3 separate regions of the Siniperca chuatsi genome follow, and all the other regions are linked to region 2. A link is a contact called in public Hi-C data. All regions are on one chromosome and are shown on one strand. The core of a region is the stretch at or near the end of the contact, and the rest is flanking DNA. Distances in the headings are between cores, read along the strand shown. Region 1 has its middle 6.6 kb from the start of LOC122884609. Region 2 holds the start of zfp36l2 (mRNA decay activator protein ZFP36L2). Region 3 overlaps thada (thyroid adenoma-associated protein).

Region 1 (3,615 bases), core at 974-3,473, 71 kb before region 2:
CTCTCTCACGCCATCACTCCCACTCTCCTTTTACCCCACTTTCTCTCTGCACCCACACCCTCCATCTCCAACAAATTTTATTCTCATTTTATTGTCCTTTTCTCCTTCTCCTTCCCAAACACTCCTCCTGTCTCCTCTCAGCACCCCATGATGCAACAATGATGGGCTAGACTCTGCACTTAAATCAAATCAAAATGGAAACACATTGCCATTGGAGTAGCAGAAGGAAGTTAGCTTTATACTCCCCTGACTGCATTGCAACATAAAGCTCAACAACAGAAATGTTAGGGAATCTGCAGTGTGGTTAGAAACTGGAAGTTATTCACAAATGACATCTCTTTTGTAGTCCGATCATGGTAAAAGCTGCATCTTCTGCATCACTTCTTCTTGTTTTAAGTGCTGCTTTCATAATACATTATTAGATTGTCTGAGTAAGTGGGTTGGGATATCTGTTATAACTTTTGAATTGTTATTCTATTTATGCAATCGCCAGTTCCTTGTATCCATCGCTGATTGTGTCTGATTATGCTCCTCGTGTGGAGTTCCTCAAGGCTCAATCCTGGGACCTGTGTTATTCTACCTTTACATGCGCCCCTTAGTTGCCCCTTTATATTCAGTTTACGTCTTTGTGAAACCTAGAGAACTTTCAAATTTATAAAATTGCCTTAAGATTAGTGCCTAGCTGTCTCGTAGTTGTCTGCAGTTAAATCACAACAAAACTGAAGTTTTTGAGACCTTTGAAATTTTACAACAGCAACTTCACCTGGCTTCTATCTCTGAGTTGGTGTCCAGAACCTAGGGTCATTTTTTTGATTCCTAGTGAGAAAGCTCTTACGTTGGTTATTTAGTCCCGTTGTTTTCAATTAAGAAATATTGACAAACCTACGCCGTCTTATCTTTCCAACAGCTCAAACAAAGCAGTGTTGGGCAGTACTAGTTTAACTACATTTCTCAGTAGCATGGTGGTTGTTTTCACTGTTTTCTGAATCAAATAGCTTTTCAGTAGCTTAGCTATTGATCAAGTAGTGCGGTAGCATCCACACAAGCTAACGTTACATCTCCATCGCATTTCAAATAAACTTGAGCATTTCTGCTCAAGCACAGCAGGGCTTTCTGCTGCGGTCTGAAATAAAACTGCTAAGGATCAGTAGGTGACGCCACCGTCCGACAGAGTAGCCGACAGAAGCACTTCCATATGACGGTGACATCACGTACCAATCCTTGGGCTGATGCCTACAACGTCTCTGCTGCAGCGGAATACAGACACACGAGCTTGAGTTGACACATTCAGGTGATTTCCGAATAGGCTAACACAACCAAGCTAACCATCACAATTCAGTGCAGTCTGCAAACACCAGCTAGCAACTTGTCAACAGCTAACCACTAGCTAGCTACAATTTTTTTCACTTTCTGTTGGCAGGAAGTGAATAAAATTAAGCGTGGTTGGTTTTGGAGCAGTGAGCGCAGAGAGCACAGCTTATTGACAGTTTTATTGATCACTGAGATAGCGTTGACTTGAAGTTGGTTCAATGTAAAAAAAAAAGTTTCTATGTAGTAAGCTACTTTTGCCATGTTACTGTAGCTTAGCTTGCTACATTTCTCTGGGGGTAGCTTCAGTTTAGTGAAGATTCATTTAATGTAGAGTAACTGGTAGCTTATCTCACTACAATTTCCAAGTAGCTTGCCCAACACTGTCAACCAGATATCTACGTAGCCTTAGAAAAGGCCACCTCCAACCCACTAAAACTTTTACAGAAGTTAGTGCAGCACTTAAGACTAGCCTCATCATCTTTAATATACACAGAATTCTGGTCTGATCTGCAGAGAAACCAATTCAACTTCTGCAAAAATGGAGTCCAGTGTGCAGGGTGTACTAGAGCTGACAGTTTTATGTTGCTGGTACATGTGTCAATGAGGAATAGTACATAGGAGGAGAAGGCTGTCAATCAGTGCACTGAATGGCCTGTGGCTTTAGATTTTCTTGCAAGATTGAATTCTAGTGTCAATTTTCCCATGTCAAATAGCAGAGTGATGTGGGGCGGTTGTGTAAGAGGATTCCTGACATGCATCTCTCTCTTTGTGTGTGTTTGTTTCCTGGAGTTTGTAAGGTTGCTTTCAGTGCAAGCATGCAGATGCTTGTAGCACTTGGGTGTGTTAGCGCACACCATCGCAAACACCATCAGTCTTTTGCACGTCTTAATCTATGCTCAGGCAGGAAGGATTAGCACTAGACTTGAAGAGGAGCACAACACATTTAGGGTTGCAGCATTTACGGTTGCGTCAACACAAGAAGAAAGAAGTGAAAAAGAGGCAGAGAGGGAGAGACAGAGTGTGTTTGTATGCTAGAGAGGAAGCCACCGTGGTGAGATAAACAGCTCTTATCTGTGGCAGTGAGCATATTGCAGGGCTGGTTGAGAAACCACAGTGTACGTAAGAGAACAGACAGGTACACAGGCTGAGTGTGCTAATGTGAGGGAGATCAGAGGTAATGATTAGCACACCACCTGTCTAATACACACACACACAGTCACATGCAATCAGACATACATATGAACGTATGTAATATATATATATATATATATATATATATTATTTCACACCTTGCAAAGTACATTGCACATATCACTTGTTTGTCACCCCAAAGCCACAAGATGAGATAAGAAAATATGTGCCTGTGCAAGACATTTATGTTTTTAATTAATTTTCATGCTTCTATTTAAGTTTGCAAGTGTGTGTGTGTGTGTGTGTGTGTGTGTGTGTGTGTGTGTGTGTGTGTGTGTGTGTGTGATTTTGCTTCTGTCATCCCTTCTTGTTTGTGTAAATCTGTTTTTGCATGTGTCTTTCCTAATAGGAAGCACTTGGTACGTGATGTATTTTGTCACTTTGCATGAACATGTGACTGAATAGGATGTATCTGTTTTGCCTGCTGACAACTGTACAACATGTATTTTTGTCTCCATGATGGTGCTCTGATGTCACTGATGTATATATTGATTCTCGAACTATTCCTGTGTCCAGTGTTGTCATGTATTTTTCCTTAAAGCTGCTACAATAAATATTTTATATTGACAATGGCTCAAACAACAATGTGTATGCGAAAGGTGTCACTCATAGTGGTGAACCCACAGAGAACTATCACCTGACTCTGCAGTTGGTTTTTCAGCCCACCCGCAATTTTACTCTTGGTTGAGTTTCATCACTCTTCCACCATGGTTTTCAGCCGATCAAACCCTAAAAAAATGACTGTATACTGTTCAGTTAGCACCATAGAGCAGACACACAAAATTAGCAGCTAGTTAGCGAACATAGCAGAGGATTTAGCAGCTGATGAGCCAGATATTTCCCTCAGGAGTTGGTAGAGACCAAAAACAGAACTAAAAGGAGAGTGAATATTGGACTGACATCAATTGGCCAAAAACATGACTCCATGAATGGTAATATTTCTTCATTTATGTTGGATGTGTAAATAAGTAACTGTTAGATAACACATTAGCCATATCAACATTATCTATAATGTGATAATATATCAATGTTGTGTTTACAGCTTGTTATGAAAATCAATTCATGCAGCGGTAAATTTTCGGTCAATGAAGTTTAAGTTTCTCTTGATAGCAC
Region 2 (3,638 bases), core at 287-2,786:
GGGGCCAATAAGGCTTTTAAGTCCTGTCCGGGGAAAGAGAAGGCACTGTTGATGCAGGACATAGAGTTGGGAGAAAGTACCTCCTCGTAGAAGCTGGAGACGGAGGTGCAGGAGGAGGCGGTGGTGGGTGGCGGTGGGGTCCTGGACGTGGGGCTGTCGAGCAGGGGAGACTCGAGTCCGTGGTGGGTGGAGAAGCCGGAGAAGCTGAGGCTGTGGTGAAGCTTTGGTCTGTCCCTCTGGATGTAGCCAAGCTGCTGCGGCGGCAGGACCTCCCTGTGACCGTAGCCGCACAGCTCGCGAGCCGACCTGGGCTCCCCCGCCTGCACGTTAGCGTTGGCGGCCGGAGCGGGCCGGCGTTCGTCGGCGTTGTGGATAAAGTGACACCGGGGACCGTACGGGCAGAAACCGATGGTGTGGAAGGTGCGGCACGGTTCCGTTTTGTACTTAGGGTGGCGGGACAAGCTCCTCAATTCGTGGTAGCCGTGAGCGAACTGACATTTCTCCCCGTACTTGCACGAGCCGTTCTCCTCGAAGGGCCGGCACAGCTCGGTCTTGTAGCGGGTGGAGTTGATCTGAGAGCCGGGCTTCTGCTGCAACACGCCCCGGTCTCCGTTCTCGCTGTAAGCGCGGTCGCGGAACTTGTTCTCCTTGTTCATGAGGGCCGTGGCGCTGCTGTTGCTGCTCGGTGTGTTCTCCTTCAGGCTGCTGTAGGAGCCCATCGAGTATTTGTTGCCGTTGTTCATCGCCTCCACGTTGCTGGTTGAGTTTCTGCGGAAAAATCCCGGTGTGAAGGAACCACCGGAGCCCGGAGTCGTGACTGGAGCCCCCACCGCTTTCTTGTCCAGCATGCTGTTGATGTGGAGGGCGTTCATGTTCATGCTTTTATCTTGCTGTAGGAAAGAAAAGACGAGTTAGCAATGTACTTCAGGCACCAATTATGCTACTATTTTGACCACATGGCATGTATGAGACAACTCTGTTTGCCTGCAATGTAACTTGTTGCCGCTGAACACATGCTAACTCCACTGAAGTTGAAGCACGCTGATTCAGCTATGCTTAAGTGCTTCACCCTGGATGCACTACGAAAAACTCCCCATATCTTGTCAAACTTTTACCTTGTAAAGCATGTCCATGTCGTAGAAAGCAGACAAGACGGTCGCAGACATCTCTTTTCCCCAAGTTTGCTGCCGCACTCCCTCTTTCATGGAGGACCGACCAGGATCCTTGAATGCGACGGGTGGTAGTTTGTGCCACGACTGGTTTTTGGTTGTGGAAAAGTTGCTTTAAAAGTTTGCAGTTTAAGTCCGTAGAAGATGGGGGGGAAAGGGGGGGCTAGGTTTGTATTGTTGAGTTGTAGGTGGCTTTAGTTCCTCCCCTCGAGAAGCGCTGAACCAGAGTGCTTCACTGTGCGCTCGAGCCTTTTCGCATGGGTATAAATGCCTGGCGGTGGCCGGGGAGGGGCGAAGTTTAGTCGGTGCAAACCTTTGCGAGGAGCCGCCTCCTCCCCTCCTCTCCGAAACAACTTCCATTCACCGGTTGGCCGCCTATTCTTTAACACCACGCCTTGAAATCCAACCCCAGCACCCCCATCCCTCCTCACACCCCTCAAAACTTTTTCTTTTCTTAAATCACACAACCAATTTTGTGGAAGTTGGTTTTGCTTTTTGGCTTGGCTCTCGCTGAGAAAGAATGTCGAACCATCAAGTGACGTTACTGCGCATGCAAGCTGCACATACCCCTGATCCTCTAACTGAAGCAGTACGTTTGGAGGCTGGGTGCCTTGCTCAAAAGCTCCACGACTGCATTACAATGAAAGGGAAATGGTTTCTCCCCTGCGCCCTACCCCCAGCAAAGTCCTGGGGTTTGAGCCGGCGACCTACCAGTGACAAGGCCACCCCTCTAGCCTCTGGACCACCACATTTGGAAGCTGACATGTATTTGTAATGGAAGGAAATGCTGCCTCTCCCTCCCTCCCCCTCTCTCCCTGTGGATGGGGTGAGACCACAAGAATGAGCGGAGAGGAGTCCAGGCAGAGTGCAGTACAATTTTTAGAATCCACTGGTTGCATAATCAACTTCCACAGTGCAACAGCAGCCTATTCCAGTCTACTACACATGGCAAAATAGACAGTTAATGCCTACTCTGCTCACATGACCTCCTCGTGTATTGTTTCAAACCTAAACTTCAAGATGTTGACTTTAACATCATATTAGAAATCTGTCACTCCTAAAGCACAACATGCCGAGTCATTAACACAAAACGGATTTACTCTGATTAAATCTTTTTTTAAAACCACTCCTCTGAGTTCCTCCCTAGCTTGTTTCCCCCCCCATCTCCGAGCCAGGACTGCAGGAATGTGGTTTTCATGTGGTACAGCGGAGCAACACTGCCCCCGTGAGAGCAAAATGGGAAATTGACTGGGAAAGACTGAGGCGCCACCTACTGAGCAGAGCCGGAGGAAGATTTCATTCAGGCCCATTTGGCTGCAATAATGTCATTTTTTTTTTTTTTATATATATATATATAAGGAGAAATTGTCCTGCCTCATCTTTTCACAGAGAGGATAAAGTAGACTTCCAAACACAGAGAAGCATCCATGTTTAGAGATGTTTTGTCAATTTCCACCCAGTCGCCACAGTCCCTTCCCTTTGTAAAGTCAAAGAGTGCAGTGCGGTTGCAATGAGCTGCCCCTGTCTCAACATGATGTAACCTTCCCAGGATGAAAATGTCAAACTACTCCACTCTACTCTTGGAGTTATGTCAAGTTTTAAAAACCACAGTGGAAAGATTGTGGAGTTGGCAGCAGAGGACGGGGCTCTATATCAGGGCTCCACAAGGCAGATATTTTGGTCAGGAGGGTGTAAAAACTTTGTGCAGCACATATCAACAGAAATTGCCGGGTTTCTGCGACACTGGTAACCATTAAGTCTTTTCCATATAGGATCATAATTGGAAGAGTGGTTATAAAAATGATTTTTCATTATGTGACATGATTCAATATTCTCTTAAGTGCTGAATGGTTTGGTTTGTAGAAGCAGGGAGGGAGGTAAAAAAAAAGAAAAAAAAAAAGAAGGGGAAATAGCAATAGGCGAAAAACAAGTGACATAAGAGCTTGGAATCTACTACTACCAACCCTAAAATTAGGCTGAGGGCTGCCCCAGGACTATTTGCGCTTTGTAAGTTGTGATAAATAGTTTAATGTGAAGGACAGACACAGGGAGGCTCCTGAGAAATCCCTTGAACATGTCCTCGTCCGCAGAAACCGCTCTCCCATCACACGGCTCTGTTTTTATTGGGGGATGTTGAGTTGTTCCAAAACATTACATCAGTTTTACTGTAACAGGGAACATGGCTACCAGGGAGGGAGAAGGGTCCAGCTGTAAGAAAGGGCAGCATGAATCCGTATGCACGCACACACACATACACACACGCACACACACACACAGAGAGGACAGTAGTCCATTGTGCCGTCCTCCTAATTACATAACCAGGAAAAGTAGAGGGAAGCATAAAAACACAGTCCAATGGGTAGAATCCTGCAGTAAATTAAATATCACAGGAAAATAACACCTCGTATAAACATATAGTAGAAGTCAAAGCATATACTGAAATACAACTTTGGTGACGTGTCAGAGAAA
Region 3 (3,657 bases), core at 947-3,446, 71 kb after region 2:
TATATTATATTATATTATCTCCTCTGCTCTCTCTAATGAGAGTCTCTCAGTCTGACAAGACTCTGCTGCCTGGAGGACAAAGGTCAGAGGTTGTTTTGAAGCAGATTAGATGGGGTAAGGGTCACAAAGGAGGAGAGAGGAGAGAGGAGGAGGTGTAAGTGAAAAGGCCTGGTCATGTCTGGTTCACAGCTGTGTGTGCACATTCATATAGACTACATTACCTTTAAGGCAAATGGCTCAAAAAGTCTGTGGAAGATTAGTTGTTACACAAGGTGATTATAATATTTTTTAGAATGCATACACACAATGTTATATAAAAGGCGGTGAAGGAAAGTAAGTAAGTGCATATACTCAAGAACTTATGTGCAATTTTGAGGAGTATTTCTAGTTTATGTTACTTTATTCTTCTACTCCACTACATTTCAGAGGAAAATATTGTGCTTTTTACTCCAAAATGATTAGAGCTAAATCGTAAGAATAAAGATTACATCTAAAAAAACACCTTGGAGGGGCCCGACCCCTAGGTTGGGAACCACTGGACTATAGCGAACAGTATATAACCCTATGTAACACCTAGACCAGCTACAACAGTAAAAAGCTGCTTACACATGGATGCATCAGTATTAACATTCTAATAACTTAATACATAATAATATATCACTTGCAGGCACAACTTTTCTGTACTTATGATAGTATAACTACATTTTTCTGATAATACGTCTGTACTTTTACTTATGCAGGATTTGGAATGCAGGACTTTACTTCTAATGGAGTATTTCTTTCAGTGTTGTGTTGTATTGGTACTTCTGCTTAAGTAAAAGATCTGACACTTTACACACCACTGATAATAGGTTCTACAAGCAATCCTGCTGAGATGTCGTTGAGCAAAAAAAAAACAAAAACAAAAAAACATACCATGCTCAAAAGCACCTCAGTAAAAAAGAAAACTGAGGGAATGCATTTATTTACTTCTAAAGACTGACGCTTTGAAAGGATTCGGAAAAGCTGAAGAAGGCTGTTTGGCGAAACGTTGAAATGTATCGGCGTTATGAGTGTGCAGCTTTCTCTTTCTCATTTTTATTAAAGTGCACCTAAATAACATTGATATGGACATTTCTGCATGTACAATAGCACATGTAGTGCAAAGTGAGGAGTTGACAGAGGCCCGTGATAAAGCTGGAGGCTTTGGTTGGAATGCAGAGAGCAATCTTTGCTCTGTCAGCTTTGTTTACAATTGCATTTATCTCAGCGACGATATCGGATCAACATCAATGCACGGTCACAGAGCGGAGAAGCCTGAGTCTGGGCTTAGTGGAACGATGATCCATAAGCAAACAATATGTCTGGATTCAAGTAACTATGTAAAATACACAGCTGAAATTCCCACAGACAGCAAGAAGCTCAAACTTCCCAAAAACACAAATACACACACTGCCATAAATAAACTGGTTTGTGTGAGAGGGAAATGTGTTTATGCTCCAGCTTCAGTGGACCAAGAGGCTCTTACACACAGAGCCAAATATTAGAGTGGACAAGCTGTCACAATGCATTTTCTGCTGCCAGAGATCACAACAGTAAAATCATGGTAATAACAAAAACCAGACATACAACTGACTGTGGAAAAGACAAACTCCCAAAGTTATAAATGAGTTGCAGCTTTCTTGCTCATACACGCACAGTTCTGTACCAATTTCAGGTCAATACAATGAGATTTACTGCCATGACAACTGCATGTTACAATAGCACTATTGTAACATAAATATAATGATTTCTAAACTAAAAATATTCAAAGATAAACATGTCACACTAGAATACAATAGTTTCAATGCTAATTTTCTTAGTAATTCTTCTATTTGACATTAATCACAGCACACGAATTCTCCCACATGCATATAAAAATCACCCCACACAGTAATAATAAGAAAGAAAGCAGCAGACAAGAGGAAGGGGAGATAACTAAAAGCTATACAAAGGGAGGGACAGCAGACTAAAAACACAAAACAGACAAGATAAACAGGAGCAGCCTTGGCTTGGTTAGGAGTATTCTGAGGCCTTCAGCAAAGCAGCCAATAGAAATACAGTAAAGGGAGCCAGACAGAGCTTCCTGGAGCAGGGCCCAAAGCCCTGTGAAACTTTAGCCTGGATTATCTGTGGGGTAACAAATCACTTCTGAGCTCAATGTAGACGTCACTACAACTATCATACTCCAACAAAGCACATTATTGTTCATGTCTGTTTTAATATGCTCCGAATACTACCGAATACTGTATCAGTTCTAACAGGGGCCCAGTAAGATATCAATCATAGAAAGGTTTTATACATTATGGTTTCAAGGTGTACAAGGCCACTCTGCATATTTGCATTTCCAAACAGCAGTGAGGTAACAGGTTTAACGAGAATAAGTCTACAGCCATGCTAATGGCAATGATGTTGCTAGGTACGAGTGCTGCTTCTCTGATGCATTCAAATCTGAAAGGACGCAGTAAACTCACTATGCGCGCCCAGGGGATGCACCCTATTTTTTCCCCAGACAATGCTACATTGCGAACAACAATTATTATTATATATTATTATCAGCCTCTTATAAAAGGCTGCAGCCACAGAAGACAATCCACAAATGTGTACCATGATCCACAAATATTTCACTATGCACAAACTTGTTTGGTTTTTTTTTTGTTTGTTTTTTTACTTGTTTTGTGTAAAGTCATATCCACAAAAATACAGAGCGATTTGCAAATATGCATAACTTACATATTTTAATTTCACATAAAAATATTATAGATTTTACAAATGTAAAGAGTTTCACCACAACAAATACTTGTAAGGTGATATTTATGCATTTGTGGATCCATTTTTACATGTGAAACAGGTTTTGCACATTTGTAGATTGCTTCCGGTCAGCTTGTGGGCCATGTGACATTTGTGACTTCCCTCCTATTTATTTGTGGAATTTAGTCCAATTTGTACCGCAGAAGATCTGTAAAAAGGAATCCGCAATGTGAGGTGCAGTTACTAGCTACACCAGCAGGTGGAGATATTCCCTCACATGAGCTGATGGAACTACAGTCTGTACTGGAAGAAGAGTCAACTGTAGACCCGACCCTACTCTGCCTCTGATTGGCTATACCGTTCCAGGCGTCTGCTAAACACTAACGCTAGCCTAGCTATGATTCTAACCAGCGCTATGACCTAGACATTGCTGATTCCTAAGAAAATTAGCAATGGAACTATTGTATTCCAGTGTGACTTTACAATGCTTGTACATGTTTATCTTTTAATATTTTTAGTTTAGAAAAGATTCTTTTTATCTTACAATAGTGCTATTGTAGCGTGCAGTTGACATGGTAATCCTTTTCTGAATTTATTCTTTTTTTTAAAGAATATATATTAAAAAAATATTATTTAGTAAAAAAAAAAAAAAAAGAACTGATAAGAGTAGTAGTATCAATAAAATCCTAATGATACCCATCCCTAAACACGAGTTTAACACAACAATTTGTCAAAAAACACAAATTTTATTGGGGACCCACTCAAGTGACCACCTGTGGGCTCTGGGGACTAACTGTGAACATGCAGATGTTTAGCAGGTATTATGTTTACCATGTTCACCATTTTAGTTGACATAAAATACAGAGCTGGAGCAGGGACATGGTTAGC

Evidence for each region. A called contact is a pair of places that touch in the nucleus more often than the background predicts.
Region 1: a Hi-C map of liver shows a contact between it and region 2, with 2.9 times the contacts expected there. The contact joins the enhancer-like site here to the promoter of zfp36l2 in region 2. A contact is called at or near these places in 3 of 3 Hi-C or Micro-C datasets (liver, skeletal muscle and an unstated tissue).
Region 3: a Hi-C map of an unstated tissue shows a contact between it and region 2, with 3 times the contacts expected there. The contact joins the enhancer-like site here to the promoter of zfp36l2 in region 2. A contact is called at or near these places in 2 of 3 Hi-C or Micro-C datasets (skeletal muscle and an unstated tissue).

Annotation. Positions count from the first base shown.
Region 1 is chrLG11:6,047,103-6,050,717 of ASM2008510v1, forward strand. No RefSeq gene overlaps it. Among protein-coding and RNA genes, the nearest start is that of LOC122884609, 6.6 kb to the left of the region's middle. Within about 2 kb of position 2,224, the one cell type or tissue checked has an H3K27ac peak away from gene starts, as active enhancers do. A contact at or near this core is called in liver, where this site is marked.
Region 2 is chrLG11:6,119,193-6,122,830 of ASM2008510v1, forward strand. It overlaps zfp36l2 (mRNA decay activator protein ZFP36L2), which reads right to left and starts at 1,537. Exons shown (of 2, transcript XM_044214730.1): 1 at 1,116-1,537; 2 at 1-890. The coding sequence starts at 1,205.
Region 3 is chrLG11:6,189,210-6,192,866 of ASM2008510v1, forward strand. All of the region lies in intron 26 of thada (thyroid adenoma-associated protein), which reads right to left. Among protein-coding and RNA genes, the nearest start is that of LOC122884610, 34 kb to the right of the region's middle. Within about 2 kb of position 2,197, the one cell type or tissue checked has an H3K27ac peak away from gene starts, as active enhancers do.